Regions from separate parts of the Salmo salar genome. Here region 1 is linked to region 2. A link is a contact called in public Hi-C data. All regions are on one chromosome and are shown on one strand. Each heading gives the region's core, a stretch centred on a gene start, on an enhancer-like site or on the middle of the called end of the contact. The rest is flanking DNA. Distances are from core to core; before and after follow the strand shown.

Region 1 (2,988 bases), core at 25-2,524, 810 kb after region 2:
GCTCTCCTCAGCTGCCTCTACAGTCCATGTCTCTTCCTCCATCTCGCTCTCAGCCACCCCTTTCTCCATCTTCCGCCCTGTCTCTTGATTAAAGTGCCAAAAAAAGTCTCCAATCTCACGGCAGGTAGGGACCTTGACCCATTCTCACTGACAGCACCTTCTCTGACACTGACAGGGCTGAAGTGTCAGATAAGGACAGCTGAATAATACTGGAATGGCAGGCGCCATTGTCCACGGTAGTCTATCCAATACAGAAACTTTGAAGGCATTGGATCACGGATCAATCATTACAATCCTTGGGCACGACTAGCCTCATCTTGTATCTGGTTATTGCCTGTGAAAAGAAAGCAAGTTTAAACATTAGCCGTATCACTTTCCCTTTATTTGCACTAGAACAAAGGGTCTAATATAAAGGCAAAGCTCACTAAGAAATGACATTAAATGGGATATGGAGTATCTGCATGCATCATTGTTATTGTCAAAGTAATGACATGTTATTATCAATTATGTTTTCTACTGTAGTGTGCCTTGATCAATATTCTCCATAGCACGCTGCATGACCGCAGCACTCAACGAGCTGCTTCACAGCGCCGACATTTTGAAAATATAAACCAAACTCTATAGCTATCTGGTTGTCAGTAGTTGCACTAGCTAGAAATATAATGACTTTCTAAAACCATAACTGACTAGGATGGAATATTCCAGAGAATAATGGGGGCAATCTTCGGTTCTAGCAAATTAGCTATGTCGCCAACGTCGCGAGCAAAATGACCAACTGTCTCAAGACTAACAGCTAGCTAACATTATTAGTTGCTCGTGTTTAGCTAACTAGCTACTGTAGCTAATGCAATTTAAATAATCTTAACGGCGGATTATTGATAATATTATTTGAGCTATTTTAATGTTTACACTGACTGAAATAACATTGGGAAAGATGACAGCCAGCGCAACTCACTTTTCTCTTCCGTAAAGGAAGGGAAGATGATAAAATGTAGTCTTCCTTTCGAAGTGGCTAACTCGAGCCCTGTAACGTTAGCTTTGCTCCTCAAATTGACCAAATATGGCAAACAGAAATTCTGGTCGTAGAAAGAAAATGTAGTTATTGAATTGTGTATGAAACTAATCTTATCCTGTATTAGGAGAGTGTTTTCGTTCTGCTTATGCAGATATGATGTATTTTTTATTATCTTGTTCTTGGCTAACGCTGTCCTTGCTGTTTGTCTTACTATTTTTCACTTCCGAGGGCAGCAGACACCTCACATAAACCACTACTGAGACGCGAGAAAGAATAAGCAAGACCTAGCAAGAATAAGGCCGTGCCGTGACCTCGGCCATTTCCCTTCAAAATAAAAGTCAGCCAATGACGATGGTAAAAAATAATACACTGGTCGATATTCGTAAAATTTTATTTGTAATTGTTAACAGACTTAGAATTTAGTTTAACAATCAAACAAAACAAAAAAATGAAAATAGTTCCTTAAAGCAAATAATGTTACATTGACAACATTGTTAAAGATAGACTCAGCTAAATAATTTTGCCATGAGAAGCCCCACAGATATTGGGTTTGTTCGACTGACTGATCTACAAATCACTTTTTTTTTGTACCTTTATTTAACTAGGCAAGTCAGTTAAGAAATTATTGTTTACAATGACAGCCTACACCGGGCCAAACCCTGTATGTTGTGTCCCAGTAAAAGGGCACCATTCTACTCAGGAGCAACTCCACAGAGTTTACACCCCCAGCATCGTCACTGCTAATTTCATATTGGACATACACATTGCACCTTACACAAATGTCTGTACATTGTATTACAGTAAAATAAACATAGCTGATCGCTATAATATGCATTGACTCCTAATGAGCATATATTTTAGGAAGTGCAAAACTATAAGGATGAGAGAAATGAGAGTGAGGTCACGCACCCAAGAAGGCTCAACCAATCACTTGACAGATTTGAGTAATATTCATGAGTTGCGTCGGGAGGATAGGTTGAGACTTCTTGATGTGTGACGCCACACAGAAGCTCGCCTGCATGAGCAGTAAACATGATTTGGGAAACCTAGCTTCAGTTTAATTAATTGGGAATAAATGAAAGCTTCACCAGCTAGCTATCGATCAATTTAAGTTTCACTGTCCGATCATTCATTAAACGAGTACACTAATTGTTATTTGTACCTTTCCACAAACTGTCTGTTGCTTGATATGAGTAAATTAACCTACATATATCAAATAATAGGTAATCCACGATTTGTTGGCTAGTTTGGCTACTGCCTAGCTAGCTACATTTCAGCAATGTTTCTATCCTAAATACGGTGGTCAGTTGATAAACTAACTATGAGTTGAACATATTTGTCTGAAAGAGAACTAGTCACCAGTTAGTGTTGCCCATGGTGTCATCATGTCTAACCAGCAGTGGTGGAAAAAGTACTCTTATTGTCATACTTGAGTAAAAGTAAAGACACCATAATAGAAAATGATTAAAGTAAAAGTGAAAGTCACGCAGTAAAATACTACTTGAGTAAAGTCTAAAAGTATGTGGTTTTAAATATACTTAAGTATCAAAAGTAAATGTAATTGCTAATATATACTTAAGTATTACAGGTAAAAGTACAATTATAAATCATTTCAAATTCCTTATATAAAGCAAACCAGACATAACAATTGTCATTTTTAATTTAAGGATAGCCAGGGGCACACTCCAACACTCAGACAAACACAGTATCTGTGTTTAGTGAGTCCACCGGTCAGAGTCTGTAGGGATGTACTCTTGATAAGTGTGTGAATTGGACCATTTTCATGTCCTGCTAAGCAGTCAAATGTAACGAGTACTTTTGGGTGTCAGGGAAAATGTATGGAGTAAAAAGTACATTATTTTCTTGTAATGAAGTAAAAGTAAAAGTTGTCAAAAATATAAATAGTAAAGTACAGATACCACAAAAAACTACTTTAGTTGAACTTTAAAGTATTTTTACTTAAGTACTTTACA
Region 2 (2,943 bases), core at 229-2,728:
CCTCGACGTGAACTGGGGACCCCGATCAAACACTATATCCTCAGGTACCCCGTAGTGCCGGTTGACGTGCGTAAACAAGGCCTCCGCAGTCTGTAGGGCCGTAGGGAGACCGGGCAGAGGAAGGAGACGCCAGGACTTAGAGAAACGATCCACAACAACCAGGATCGTGGTGTTTCCCTGTGATAGGGGGAGATCGGTCAGGAAATCGATCAACAGGTGTGACCATGGCCGTTGTGGAACGGGTAAGGGATGTAGCTTACCTCTGGGCAGGTGCCTAGGAGCCTTACACTGGGCGCACACCGAGCAGGAGGAAACATAAACCCTCATGTCCTTAGCCAAAGTGGGCCACCAGTACTTCCCACTCAGACAGCGCACCGTCCGACCGATGCCTGGATGACCAGAGGAGGGTGACGTGTGGGCCCAATAGATCAGCCGGTCACAGACAGCAGACGGAACGTACAGACGCCCAGCGGGACACTGGAGGGGAGCAGGCTCTGCACACAACGCCTGCTCAATGTCCGCGTCCAGCTCCCACACTACCGGCGCCACCAGGCAGAAGGCCGGGAGTATGGGGGAGGGATCCATGGGCCGCTGTCAGGAGAATTTTCAATCCCAATGATAATAACTAACAATCAATAAGCTTTGACTAATCCCCAAGGTTTGTAAGACACCCTGGTTAAGAATAATTAGGCAAAGACTCAGCTTATGCAATAGGTTTGTACAGTTTATTCAGAGAACGTTCGAGCTGTGTGACAGTAGTTCAAACAGACAGCTCGGTGCATTCAACATGTCAATACCTCTCACAAATACAAGTATTGATGAAGTTAATCTCTCCTCCACTTTGAGCCAGGAGAGATTGATGTTAGCTCTCTGTATACATCCAAGGGTCATCCGTGCTGCCCTGTTCTGAGCCAATTGCAATTTTTCTAAGTCCCTCTTGGTGGCACCTGATTATAGTCAGGCGTGACAAAACTAGGACCTGTATGACATGCTTTGTTGATAGTGCTGTTTAGAAGGTACAGTAAGGATTTATTATGGACAGACTTCTCCCCATTTTAGCTGCTGTTTTATCAATATGTTTTTCTCCTGAGTAGAATGGACCACCCTTTTACTGTGACACAACATACAAGCAATTATGTACTGTGCAATAAATGTACACAAAGAATAAAAAACTTTGTTGACCATTTAGGCTTGGAAAAATAAACAAATAAATTACATAATATCTTATTTAAATACTTTAAATAATTATTTGTATGATAAGTAGTATCAAATATATCGATAATGATGCACATTTCTTATTTTCGCCCTAATTATTATTTTTGAAACTATATAGGAAAAGACTCTTATTCTGAAGGATTCCAAAAATCTGTGACCCGGAAGTGCGTAGTTATTGTTGCCCGCTTCACAACGGTGTTATGCAGCGTTCAAAACAACTGGAAACTTTTAAAAAATACTGGTCAAATCATGACGTCAGTGTTCTTCAGGTCGGAAAGTCGGAGTTTATGCCGCGTTCAAACCAACTGGGAGTTCGGAACTCGGTCCCGAAAATATCAGACTTCCGAGCTTTTTAAACAACTGGGAACTCGGAAGAAAAAAAATTATATTTGAACGGTTATCGAACTCGGAATTCCAACTCGGGAACTCGGGCCTTTTTCTTGAGCTCCGACTTTCCGACCTGAAAATCCCTGACGTCATGATTTGACCGCGTATTTTTTCGAGTTCCCAGTTGTTTTGAACGCGGCACAAGAAATAAGCCCTTGTTCCGGAGTTGGAATTCCGAGTTTAATGACCATTCAGATCGATTTTTCCCAGTCAGAGCTCGTTTTTCCTGAGTTCCCAGTTGGTTTGAACGCGGCAGTAGTGAGTTAGCTGGAGGAAGGAACACTCACAGTCCACTATGGCGGAGGTAAATTGCGTTCACATTTGTGTTTTAACTGTGTGTATTTAGACATTTACAACTATATTATAAGCCGTGTCTGACCAAATTAGATATCACCATTTGGTTGCTTGGTCTACTAGCCTAGCAAACTAGGTACGTTAGCTAACGTTAGTAAGCTCTCTGCCTGTCCAGGGCCCTGTTTCCCAAAAACTTAAGGCCCATAGTCTGTCTGAAGCATTGATATGTAACGTTAGCTAGCTAGCTTTTCCCATTAAGTCAATAACTAGAATTCTGATGGATTCAAGTAATCCAATGAGATGTTTTTTCAAGTCATGCTTTCCTCACTTAATTCATGCTTTACCCCACCCAGACGCACAGCTTGCAGGAGCTGCAGCAACAAGCAGCCGTCGCCTCCAAAGTGTATGTCCAGAGGGACTACAACTCGGGTAAAATCTGCAAGTTCCAGACCAAGTTCCCCTCAGAGCTGGAGTCCAGGGTATGATAACGCACTAACGCTGAGCGATATGTGCTTTAAAAATGTTTTTTTTTTTTAGGTCGTTTTGGTTCGATTATAAACAAATAATCACGGTTTTTGGATTATTTATTTTTTTACATTAAATGCACTATGCATTGTGGGTTGAATGCTGTAACACAGAATAAAACAATAAATAAGTCACATGATTGTATAGATGGCCCATTACTGCTTATCACCTATTAACCATAATTTATTCACAACTTTAATAAAATATTTCAGTTTTGTATATTACATTTATTTTATAGAGCTGATGCCTGTGCTGTCTGACTATTTTATAAATACTAGATAGTTAGTCCATATCTAATGTTAGCTAAATGTAGTAATTAATTCATTGGCTACATTTCTTTAAAAGGACAATTCTGTGAACTGTCTTGTGCAAGTTTTGAATTGAAACAATACCTGTTAACAAAGGTGTCAGCTAGAGATGGCATGCAGGAGCTTTGCGTGATGTCTACTTTGATGCTAATTAGCATTTTCAAATCTGAGAGTAAGTAGAGACAAATATATTGATTCATGTCACCTTGTCCAA

Evidence for each region. Hi-C and Micro-C count contacts between places; a contact is called where the count stands out from the background.
Region 1: a Hi-C map of gill shows a contact between it and region 2, with 4 times the contacts expected there. The contact joins the promoter of LOC106565401 here to the promoter of LOC106565378 in region 2. A contact is called at or near these places in 2 of 3 Hi-C or Micro-C datasets (blood and gill).

Annotation. Positions count from the first base shown.
Region 1 is chrssa12:60,234,354-60,237,341 of Ssal_v3.1, forward strand. LOC106565401 (dnaJ homolog subfamily C member 14) reads right to left here and starts at 1,275. Exons shown (of 7, transcript XM_014132481.2): 1 at 956-1,275; 2 at 1-334. The coding sequence starts at 69.
Region 2 is chrssa12:59,426,583-59,429,525 of Ssal_v3.1, forward strand. LOC106565378 (golgin subfamily A member 7) reads left to right here and starts at 1,479. Exons shown (of 6, transcript XM_045691579.1): 1 at 1,479-1,906; 2 at 2,250-2,375. The coding sequence starts at 1,898.